Regions from separate parts of the Gossypium hirsutum genome. Here region 1 is linked to region 2. A link is a contact called in public Hi-C data. All regions are on one chromosome and are shown on one strand. Each heading gives the region's core, a stretch centred on a gene start, on an enhancer-like site or on the middle of the called end of the contact. The rest is flanking DNA. Distances are from core to core; before and after follow the strand shown.

Evidence for each region. A called contact is a pair of places that touch in the nucleus more often than the background predicts.
Region 1: a contact with region 2 is called in a Hi-C map of leaf, with 2.5 times the contacts expected there. The contact joins the promoter of LOC107916054 here to the promoter of LOC107916047 in region 2. A contact is called at or near these places in 15 of 34 Hi-C or Micro-C datasets (anther, callus, cotyledon and 3 more).

What each region holds. Positions count from the first base shown.
Region 1 is chrD10:49,199,967-49,205,409 of Gossypium_hirsutum_v2.1, forward strand. LOC107916054 (zinc finger CCCH domain-containing protein 34) reads right to left here and starts at 1,315. Exons shown (of 8, transcript XM_016845221.2): 1 at 1,094-1,315.
Region 2 is chrD10:49,055,650-49,061,380 of Gossypium_hirsutum_v2.1, forward strand. It overlaps LOC107916047 (GTP-binding protein OBGC, chloroplastic), which reads left to right and starts at 1,426. Exons shown (of 7, transcript XM_016845215.2): 1 at 1,426-2,138; 2 at 2,141-2,495; 3 at 3,510-3,783; 4 at 3,966-4,257; 5 at 4,400-4,559; 6 at 5,593-5,701. The coding sequence starts at 1,457.

The sequences.
Region 1 (5,443 bases), core at 65-2,564, 140 kb after region 2:
AACTAGAGAATTGATCAATTCAGTCTGTTTGATTCATTGAAAATTACTTTCAAAAAATGATTTCTAAAAAATTGTTTGATTTTCTATGGTATTTTTCTGATATTTAAATGGTTTTATGCAAAATATTTTCCATTGCTTGATAAATTTTTCTAAACTCATTTTTTATAAGTTGTTTTAAGTAAAACAAATGCAACAAAAATATTTTCATAACTAAAAAACTAATTTTTTTCATAATTAATCTAGAATACCAAATTTAATTGTTAATTAAAAACAAAATTTCTAAATACTTTCTTTCATAATTTTAATCTATAAATTTAATTAATAATAGATTCATGGCTTGAGTTGAAAACTTGTTAGACTATAACATTGTCGTAAACAACAAAAATTCGTAATGTCTCTTTATATATATATATATTCGAAAAGAAGGTAAAATCTAGGCACCTAATCACATTGGTGTATAATGAAAAAATCTATCAAACTCAAGTCCATAATTTTGAGATGATTAGTTGAAAATGATCTAAGACTATCAAGTTTCAAATTCAATTACTTGATACTTCAATCCTTTACATTATACTTATGAAGAAAAAGTATTACAAAAGTGAAGGTCACATTGATAATGTTGAAGAAGAAGATGATGGGTTGATTTAATTGGTGAGCAACACACTTAGTTTTTCTAATTTATCTTCACAAATCTACAAGTAATTTTGGATGAATGATTTCACTAACACAAAATCAAAGAAATCAACACAAAACTCAGAAAACTAGTAGAAGTGAAGCAAAGTATGTTCATCTGTTGTTACAGTCAATATTACCAAAGGTCTAAAACAGAGGTGAAGTTAGTGTAGTGAGCAACCCATTTCAGGCTTTAATTAGAAGGCATGATTTTTTTAGGGCAATTTCTAACCAACTCAATTACCATAAAATTTGCAGAGAAGTAGTAAAGGAAATGAAGCAGAAGAAGCTAAGTAAATATCCAGATAAAGAAGAGAAGAAAATCAAACTAAATTCTAGCTCTAGGATTCAGTTCCATCATCCACAAAACATCAAAATCCATGATTTCAGCTCAAATTCTAAATGAAGTGAAAAGAATTACCTGAACAATAAAGGATCAAGGAGGAGATTTAGAGAGTGAAGATGAGAGTGGCTGCCAGTGAGAGATCCGGTTCGATGAAAGGACAATGAGGGAGTTGCACACAGATATAACAGATCTTCAGAAAAAGCAAAGTTGTTGAGATCGCCTGTGAGCAAAAGCAGTGATGGCAATTGGCAACCGGGTGGGCCCCACGGTTTTTGCTCGCCCCAACTCGACTCGATAATTTACCGTCATGTCTTGATTTAACTCAACCCTAACTTTAAAAATTTATATTTTAAAATTGCTTCGAACTCAAAATCGAATATTAATAATATATCCGATTCCAACCAGTCCCAAATTCAAACATTTTTTTATATTTAGTATTGCCCAAGAATACTTTTTGTGGTGACTTAACTATTTTTCCTTGATCAAAATCAGAAAATTTGGAAAATCTTTTCCAGAAATTAGTTTATATGAATCAAACAGACCCTAATTAGTAATTTCTTATCCTGGAAAGAAAAGTAGAGGGAAAGGAAACTCAGCCTTTTCGAGGGATGTTTTTAGTCAAAATATTGGTGGCTTTGATAAAAAGTAATTTGTAAAACTAAAGACAGAAAAGAGAAAAAAAAATCAGTGTTGAGTGGTACAATCGCCCATACAGGCGCGTGGGCTTAATTTTCTAAGCTGTTAAGAATCGGAAGCTAATAAAACGGCCAGGGAAAGTCATTTCAATTGAAAAACTTGTTGCTTCTAAACTATAATGTAACCTCACAAAACCAACGGCCGAAATTTCTTTCTTCTCAAATATTGACGGCTATGATCGCTTTCATGTCATCGTCCGAATAGAACCGAACCGGGAGATGATGAGTGAATGAGTAGTAGGTAAGAATTCAAGCAACATTAAATAAGAGCTCTAATTATGCTTTTAGTCCCTATACTCTTTATATATTTGAAATTTAACTCCTCTACTTTTAATTCTAAGAACTTAGTCCTTTTACACTTTTGATTTAATAATTGAAGTTCAATGATAAACCCATCAAAAGACTACCATTAAATTGAATTATCTAGTAGCTTGACATCAAAAAATATTCATATGGCTAAATATTACATGCTTAGAATGTCAAATAAACAAAAAAATATTAAATTTAAGGTTGTAAGGTTTTTAGTTCTGAATGTGAATTTGAAAAGTTGTTCAAATTTGTTTCAAATAAGTAGAGTGAAAGTTTGATTTTTTTACATGATTTCCATGAGACTTTAAATAGGCGACATGGAGAATTGTTTTTTGGTTTTAATGCCATACAATCTAATTTAATAAACATTCTTTGATGATGTTATCTAATGGGATTCAATTGTTAAACTAAAAAAATTAGAGGACCTAAATTATTAGTATTTAAAATAGAATGACTATATTTTTACATATTCGAATAGTATAAAGACATTTAGAGCATAACTATACCTAAATGGGATCTAAAATAAACAAAATACAAGTATATAAGTATAATTTAACTATATCATATATCATCAACCTATGATTCACATTCTACATTGGCTAAAAACTTCATAACATTACGGTTGAGTCTTTAAAGTATTACTATCGTATCAATCATGTCATTTCATTAGTCTAGCCATTAATTTGATCACTAAAATACTAGGTTTATATCTTACGTGAAGCATACTTAAAATATGTGAATCAAATTGTAAACATATATATACCTATTGTCTACCGACAACTTAGATTTGATGTGTTTTAGAAAAAAGAAACTAGTCCTCCTAAATTTTAATGACAGAACCTATTTTTTTAATATGTCAAATTTAAATTATCTATACAGTAAGAACACACATATTTATATCTATACGTATCTATATGTTTTAAATATACTCTATATCAAAATCATACTGATATTTAATGTTTAAATTCACAACTAAATTAATGAAAAGATCTATTAAATATAAACATTAATACTTTAAAAAGTAAATTAAAATATTCTGAAATTTATGAACGAATTTAAAATTTGTACTATAATTTGAAAACTCTAATGCAACTAACTCTATAAGTATTTTAAAATTTATAGCTTGTAAATTAGTAATATATTAAAATTTATACCAATACGAGAACATTCTAATTAAGTATTAAATATGAGATAATAGTGAATTAATGCATATTACTTGGAAGTACCGGAAAGAATGACCGGATGGAGACAGAGGAATAGAGAGAATAACGGGGGAAGAAAGTGACTGGAGGAAGCGGTAGCAGGTGAAAAGTAAAAAGAATAGTTTGACTTGGACAAGTTTTAGCCACATGTAGACACTTTACAAGATTTGGTACGGTTGCTCGCTAACGGTTTCTTATCAACTAAATGTCGGCGAGGTTTTTTTTTTTTTCCATCCGCCAGCTTAAATGAATTTATAAAAATATAAAAATCAAATGGGAATTTGAATTGAGATGCTAAAATTGAGTAAGAAAGGTTTTGGGGTTAATTTAATTAAATATGTTGAATTTTTTTTTGAGAAAGTAGGTTGAATTCAAATATATTTATCGATTTATGCTGTTTTTGAAGAGAGAAAGGAAAATATGTTTTACAAGGCACGTTTTCGGGAGAGAGAATAAAAATACATCCTACAGGACATGTTTTCATTGCCATATCAGTCAAAACGAACCCTGTAGGACGCGTTTTCCTTTCAACGATAACTATTACAACAGTAACTTTTCCAACAACTACAAGGGCTCCAATAGCCATAAAATTTACTATATAAACCCTTCCAAACTTTATTCTTTTCAACTAAATACTTAATACTCATTTTTTCTTCCTAAATTCTCAACTCCCAATCTTCAATCCTCAATTTCCAATTTCCAATTTTCAATCCTCAATTATTTTTTTAATTCTTTTTTTTAATTTTATTCTCTTCGATTTTATCTTATTTGTTACAATTATTAAATGGCAAATCAACTTATTCGTTTGGATGATAAACATATTTCAGATGTTCAATTACAAATGGTAAGAAAATTTATTAAATTATTAAATATTTAATTATTATATTTTTTAGGTTATTAATTTTTTATATTTATATACTCAGCCCAAAGATCGGATTTTGGAGACATATAAACAATTTAAGCGAATGTGCATCGGATGCCATTCATGGACACTTGCAAGATGCAAGATTTTTATACGTGGCTCATATGTTCGAGGGGACTAAATTGGATCCCCCACTTATCAATTCTTTGGTCGAAAGATGAAAACCAGAGACACACATTCCATCTTTCCTGCAACGACTGTACAATTACACTCGAGGACGTTAGTTTACAACTCGGTCTACCGGTCGATGGGGACATCGTTACGGTGCCAGTTATTAGTGCTGATTGGAGTGCAACATGTGAGCAACAACTAGGGGAGGTGTCGAACAAGTTTAGGGGTAGCTGGATCGAGATGAGATGGTTGGAGGACAACTTTCAAACTATCGAGGTTTCTACGAGTGATGTTGAAAAGGAAAAATTCGCGCACGCATTCATCTTGAAGTTGATCGGGGGTTTACAAATGTCAAATAAATCTCGCAATCTGGTACATTAATATGGCTACTACTACTAGCCGACTTGAAAGAATCGGGATAACTTGGGGAATAAGGTGCTTACTTTGACTTAGCTTATGAAAGAATTACAATCCTATGAGTTGATGTGGGATGGTGGTAAGCCGGTTTAGGAGAAACTTGAGGTGAACTTAGATATGGGCCCTTCGTCCTCTAAAGGGAAGCAGAAAGCTAAGGGAAAGAAGAAACCGACTAAGTCTTTGATTCCACCTCATATGGATAAGAAGAAGATTAACTAGTCAAAAGATCCTAAAAATATCAAATGTTTCTTTTACAATAGGAAATGTCACTTCAGATAAAATTGCAAGAAGTGTAAGGATTACCTAACCGAAAAGGGAAAATGTATGTAACTCTTTGTGGTTGAAGCTTGCTTAGTGGAAGAATCAATTGACAACTAAGTTATTGGTTCTAGAGTCACTAAAAATGTGTGTATTTCTTTACAGGGGTTCAGAAAAACGAGAAGTCTGCGTGACAAGAGCCTCTCGTTATGAACCAAAGATTGGAGTTATGTTTCAGCCGAAACAGTGGGAGAAGTTATTTTACATTTTGATAATTTTAGGAATGTTTTAAAGGATTTGTTTTATGTACATCATTTTAAGAGGAACTTAATTTATGTAGCATATTTATTTAATGGCGATTATCCTTTAACATTCAATAAAGGGATTACTATTCATAAAAATCGTTCTTCGATTTGTAATGGATAGATGAAAATTAATCTCTATTTTATCAAACCAAATAACTACTCAATGCTTCAAACTGAAATGGTGAATAAGAAGCTTAAAACTTCTC
Region 2 (5,731 bases), core at 176-2,675:
TTGACAAGTTAAGAAGGAATATTGGTGTTTGTTGCATACAGTCCAATGAGGAGTATTGAACTTTGGCCTACAATGCAACAACAGAGAAGTTTTGAAGCTCAACCAGTGCAGTAGCTATGTTTTGTTTAATATGTAACTAGCTTAGTTTTTTTTTTGTAATTTGAATCATTAAGATTAGTTTGCTGATTTAAATGATATTCAAGTGATGTTTTGGCTGATAAGTCAGCTTTACTTTGTGTGCAAGATAAGCTATGTATTTTGTCAATGTAATTAGTGGGAGTAGTTATACATTACGTAATTGCTTTGTAACTCATATATTTGACTTAATAAAATCAATAATGCAATTCAGTTTTTTTGTTTTTTGATAATTTTGGCATCTGTTTCTCTTTGCTTCATTTCTCCTTTGTTTTAGTCCAAAATCCCAACATTTCTCTAGACAAGTTGTGACCAAAGTAGGTGAGTTCTTTGATTCGGCAAGGAACTTGAGACAACGGCTTTTACCCCCAAATGATTGGAGTCAAATGGGACAGGGAAGGGTGAATGGGCGAGAGGGTCCTATACACACTTACCATCGATTACCAGTGTAGAAGCCAAATTGTGGACTCTTCGAGATGGCCTAACACTAGCTTCTCAAGAAAACATTAATCGGCTGGAAATTAAAGTAGACGCTGAAATTGTGGTAAATGTTATCAACACTAACAATAAGATGCTTGCTGTGTTGGTTTATGATTACAGATCACTAATGCTTAATTTCGAGCAAGCCTCACTCAAGCATATCTATCACAAAGGAAATCAATGCACATACAGGGAGCAGTTTTCAAACCTTGGTGATTTTACTTCAATGAACTTTTGTGCATTTGAAGGACCAAATTTTAAGTTAATTTTAATGTAAATGTTTATTTCTAGACCAATATATATATATATTTAGCCTTCATTTATAATCTAATACATTTTGTGTAATATTTATATGGGGTATAGAATTAATTCATTATTGAAATATATTTCAAATATATAATATTTTAATGTTTGATTTTGAAATGATTATATTTTAATGTTTAGAATATAGTTTATATATTTAAATTAATTTTCATAAATAATTAATTTTAATTGCTCTATAATTTATATATCAAAATATTAATAATGAATTTTTTTATTGGAATATCATAATTCTGATATTTAAATTCAAGTTTTTTCTTTACAATTTATGGAAAATGCTAAAAGCACAAACTTTTAAAAAATAATTAGCAATTTTTGTATATTAGTTTGGTGAATGAAAATAAATAAGTCCAAAAAACGTGGTTGAACTTAAGAATTGGGCCTTTACTCCAAAATCCAGAAGCCCGGGATTGAAAGAGAAATCAGGGACACGTGGCGGATAAGCCGTTCCTTATCCAATTCTTAAACCCTCTTGAAAACCTCTCGGAATTTAGGCGTTAACTTACTTGTACAGTAAAAAATGGCTTCCATTACCATATCCGCCAGCTTCTTTTCTCGTCCTCAACCTCAAGCTCAAGCTCGACCCCGAACTCAAAAACCCTCTCCTAAAAGAAACCCTAACCCCAAATTCAAACCCAAAAAACTTAATAATAAATTCAAGTCTCTTTCTTTGTCTTCACCTCCGCCTTCTTCTTCTTCTTCTTTGGGTGCCCAAGCCACCACTTACACTCGCCTTCCTCCCAAGGAAGATTTCAATTTCGAGTTCGAAGTTCCCTCTTTGGACGAATCTGATGAAATCAAGCTTTCTGATTCCGATGTCGCGAAATTCGCCTTCCACAATGATTCCTCTGAAGCCGAAGCTGAAATGTTAGACACCGATGACGATGATAATGAACAACAAGAAGAAGAAAATGAAAGTTTGGTTTTTCAGGACGAAACCTTCGATGGAAAAATCGTAGATTTTTACAATGGTGATGGAAGTTCGGATTTTGAGGAAGAAGGGGAAGAGGAGGTTTATTATTACGATTCCGATGGCAAGCTCGTAAATTTACCAGAAGACGAGTTTGATGATTTGGGACTGGAAGTGAAGGAGAAAGGGGTACCGGCTGTTATGCGATGCTTCGACCGAGCCAAAATTTACGTGAAAGCAGGGGATGGCGGGAATGGAGTGGTTGCATTTCGGCGCGAAAAGTACGTGCCGTTAGGGGACCGTCGGGAGGCGACGGAGGGAGAGGAGGGAACGTGTATTTGGAAGTTGACGGAGCGATGAATTCGCTGTTACCGTTTCGGAATTGTGTGCATTACAGGGCGGGGAGAGGGGCGCACGGGCAAGGGAGGATGATGTGTGGGAGGAAAGGGGAGGATGTGGTGGTGAAAGTGGCGCCGGGTACGGTGGTTAGAGAGGCCGGGAACGATGAAGTGTTGCTGGAGCTGTTGTATCCGGGGCAAAGAGCGTTGTTGTTGCCTGGTGGAAGAGGTGGCAGAGGGAATGCGTCGTTTAAGTCCGGCAACAATAAGGTGCCTAAGATTGCTGAGAATGGAGAAGAGGGTCCTGAAATGTGAGTTTCCCTTTTCTCTTTCGCTCCTAAGTTATTCGGATTTGGTCCCAGAAAATTTCAAATTAGGATATATATATATTTATCTTGTCTGCCGAATTTGAATATCCTAAGAATTGACTTGAGCCACCTGCAAGTTAATAGAGTTTTTTTGTAACAGTATAGATTTCTATTCATAGTCGAACAATCGAGCATGAGAATTGAACTCTTTTGTAAGGTAAACAAGTTTAATCAAGCAATTTCTTTATCTCAAATCGAGCTCAAACTTTAAAAGCAATTCAAGCTAAGCTTTGAGTTCCTAGTCAAGCTCCCCTACTAAGTACCACTATGCTTTTGAATGATCAATGCATCTTATAGTTTTGGTTTCATTGCACTGCTTGTATTTTGATTGTTTTATACTGTTTAATATGTCCTTGCCATTCAAACAATTGGAAGGATCAAAGAAGCCAATTTCGCAACCAAAAAAAGGGAAATTTAAGTCTGTTTCATTTTGATTTTGTCATGGTTGTCTCCACAATCACTAAGGTGCATGCTTTCAGAAGCTATGTTTATGGATAATAAACTGTGTACTAGAAGTTTGCTCTGACTTCTTATTTTTGTTAAAAGTACCCTCCCAAACATGGAAATGGAGATATGGTCTCCAAAGATTGTCTAAATTCATGGAAGAACTTTGAAAAAAGGTTACCTTACCTTTGTCAGGTACGACAATCACACCTAAGTACGAGTAACATAGCTGCTAGCTGTATTACTTAAACTTTTCATTTTTCTTGAAGTACCCTGTCCAATACTAGTGTCCAACACATGGTTATGGGGATATGATTTTCTAGAATCTTCCAAATCATAGAAAGATCTAATGATACCTATGTCAGATATTCATACTTGGCTTCGAGTAACATAGACTAGCGGTTCAACTTTTTGAAGTCATACAGTAGTTTGACAATGCTTTCTTATGAAACTAAGAGCAATTACTAGCTTATGATGGCTTTTTGTTTATTTTTGTCTGGTATTCTCAAGCAGGTGGTTGGAATTGGAGCTGAAATTAGTTGCAGATGTTGGTATAGTGGGTGCTCCTAATGCTGGAAAAAGCACTCTCCTAAGTGTGATAAGTGCTGCTCAACCGGAAATAGCAAATTATCCTTTTACAACTTTGCTTCCCAATCTGGGTGTAGTTTCATTTGACTATGATTCTACCATGGTTGTTGCCGATCTTCCAGGTTTACTCGAAGGAGCACACCGGGGTTTTGGCTTAGGTCATGAGTTTCTACGGCATACTGAAAGATGTTCAGCACTGGTATGGACTTCTCATATACTGCAACTACTGTAACATGCTTTTCAAGGCTTAATTTATAATTGCTTCTCATGCCTTCTGATGGTTTATTTAAAATTGGCTCCTTTAGCCATTAAGCTATGCTAGGGTAAAGGAAATGTTTTTATAGGCTGACCAGGATCCCGTTTCCACTTTTGGTTACATAGGTACATGTCGTTGATGGCTCTGGACAGCAACCAGAGTTTGAGTTTGATGCAGTTCGCCTTGAGCTGGAAATGTTTAGCCCAGAACTTGCTGAAAAGCCATTTATAGTTGCCTACAATAAGATGGACCTTCCAGAGGCATATGAGAATTGGCCATCTTTTAAGGAAAAGTTGGAAGGGCTTGGAATCGAAACATGTTGCATGAGTGCTGTAAAAAGGGAGGGAACTCATGAAGTTATCAGTGCCGCCTACAAACTTCTTCAAGAAACTAAAGAACCCAATGAGGGATTCGAAGGTTAATTTTATTATAAGTTAATTCTTTAAAATTAAATTCCTTATCACCAACATCCTTGCCATTTTCTTATTGTCCTTTGTGAATCTTAGTCCATATCGTGAATCCATTGCATTTATTGTTGACAAGTCTAGCTGTTCTTTAGGTTTTGAAGATCCAAAAGATTTGAACCATGTAGCTGATATGGTACAGAAGCAGCGTAGCTCCTCTATTAGTGAGTTTGAGATAACTCGTGATGGTAGTTGCAGTACTTGGTACGTAAATGGAGCTGGGTTGCAACGCTTTGTTCAAATGACAAACTGGCGGTATGTTAATAACTCTTATTGATGCTTGCTTGTACTGCTCGCTTTTTCTTCTCTTGACTTGCCATCAATGTCTTTCTGCTGGGTGCATGCTATCTTAGTTTATCATGTTCGTATCACTTCAGTGGTACTTGCCAAGCCTGTTCTGCCTTATTTCATCTTATAAACTGTAGGACATATGATACTAAATTAGTGTCATTCTGCACTAAAACTGTATTTGACCCGTCAGTCATGCAACTAGCCGGATAGTATTTCCATACAATGAAGTTTGGCTTTTGTCTTGAACACGTTTTAAGCATTGACTATCGGTTCCGACCAGCACTTTAGACTGTAATGGTAAATACAATACCTAGAATGAACTTTCATGGATTTCAGTTAATTCCCTCTGTTTTGCCCTTAATTAGCACTTTGGACGTTAATATTCTTTCATCTCTAGTCTTTCTTTTCCAGTTCTTTCCCTTTTAAGTTTCTGAAGGAAGAAAGGATGCTGAAGAAGTCGGACAAGAAAGCAACCTTTAGGGCAATGCAGAGGATGAATTTTGAATTTCAAGGCCTCAATATGCATACTTCACTTTTATGACAAACATTTTCCTATAGTTAATTTTGAAGGATTGGATCTATAGATTCTGTATGCACCGGAATGAGACAAATCCAGTCTGAAACCCACTTGTTTCCTTTGGCCTCGTCAACTGCTCAGTGATTCATTCGATTTTGATTTGTAATTCACTTTTCTTGTAATGGTGCATGTTCATTCTATAAACTGTAGGAACTGATATGTAAGCCATTCGGTTCTCCATAGGTAAATCGATCGTATGCATTTCTCTGTTGGAAATGAATCCTTCTCATTTGAAAAAGTCTAGGTAACAATGTAATGTATTTCTTCGACATCATAAACTGCAACCAAAACAAGTTCTCTCAACCACAGTTGTTATTATATGTGTACATCATTGCATGTTTTTTGCTTACATTAACTGCTCCAAATCAATGCAGAGGTGTTATTGTTACTTCTTTTTCTCATAACATGTGAATTTAACAGATACATTGACTCCGACAAGAGGTTTCAACATGTCCTGGAGGCTTGTGGAGTGAATAGGTCCCTCATGAAGCTTGGAGTGAAAGAAGGCGACACAGTAATTATTGGAGAGGTTTGTTGGCAAAGCCCTATATATTGTTAT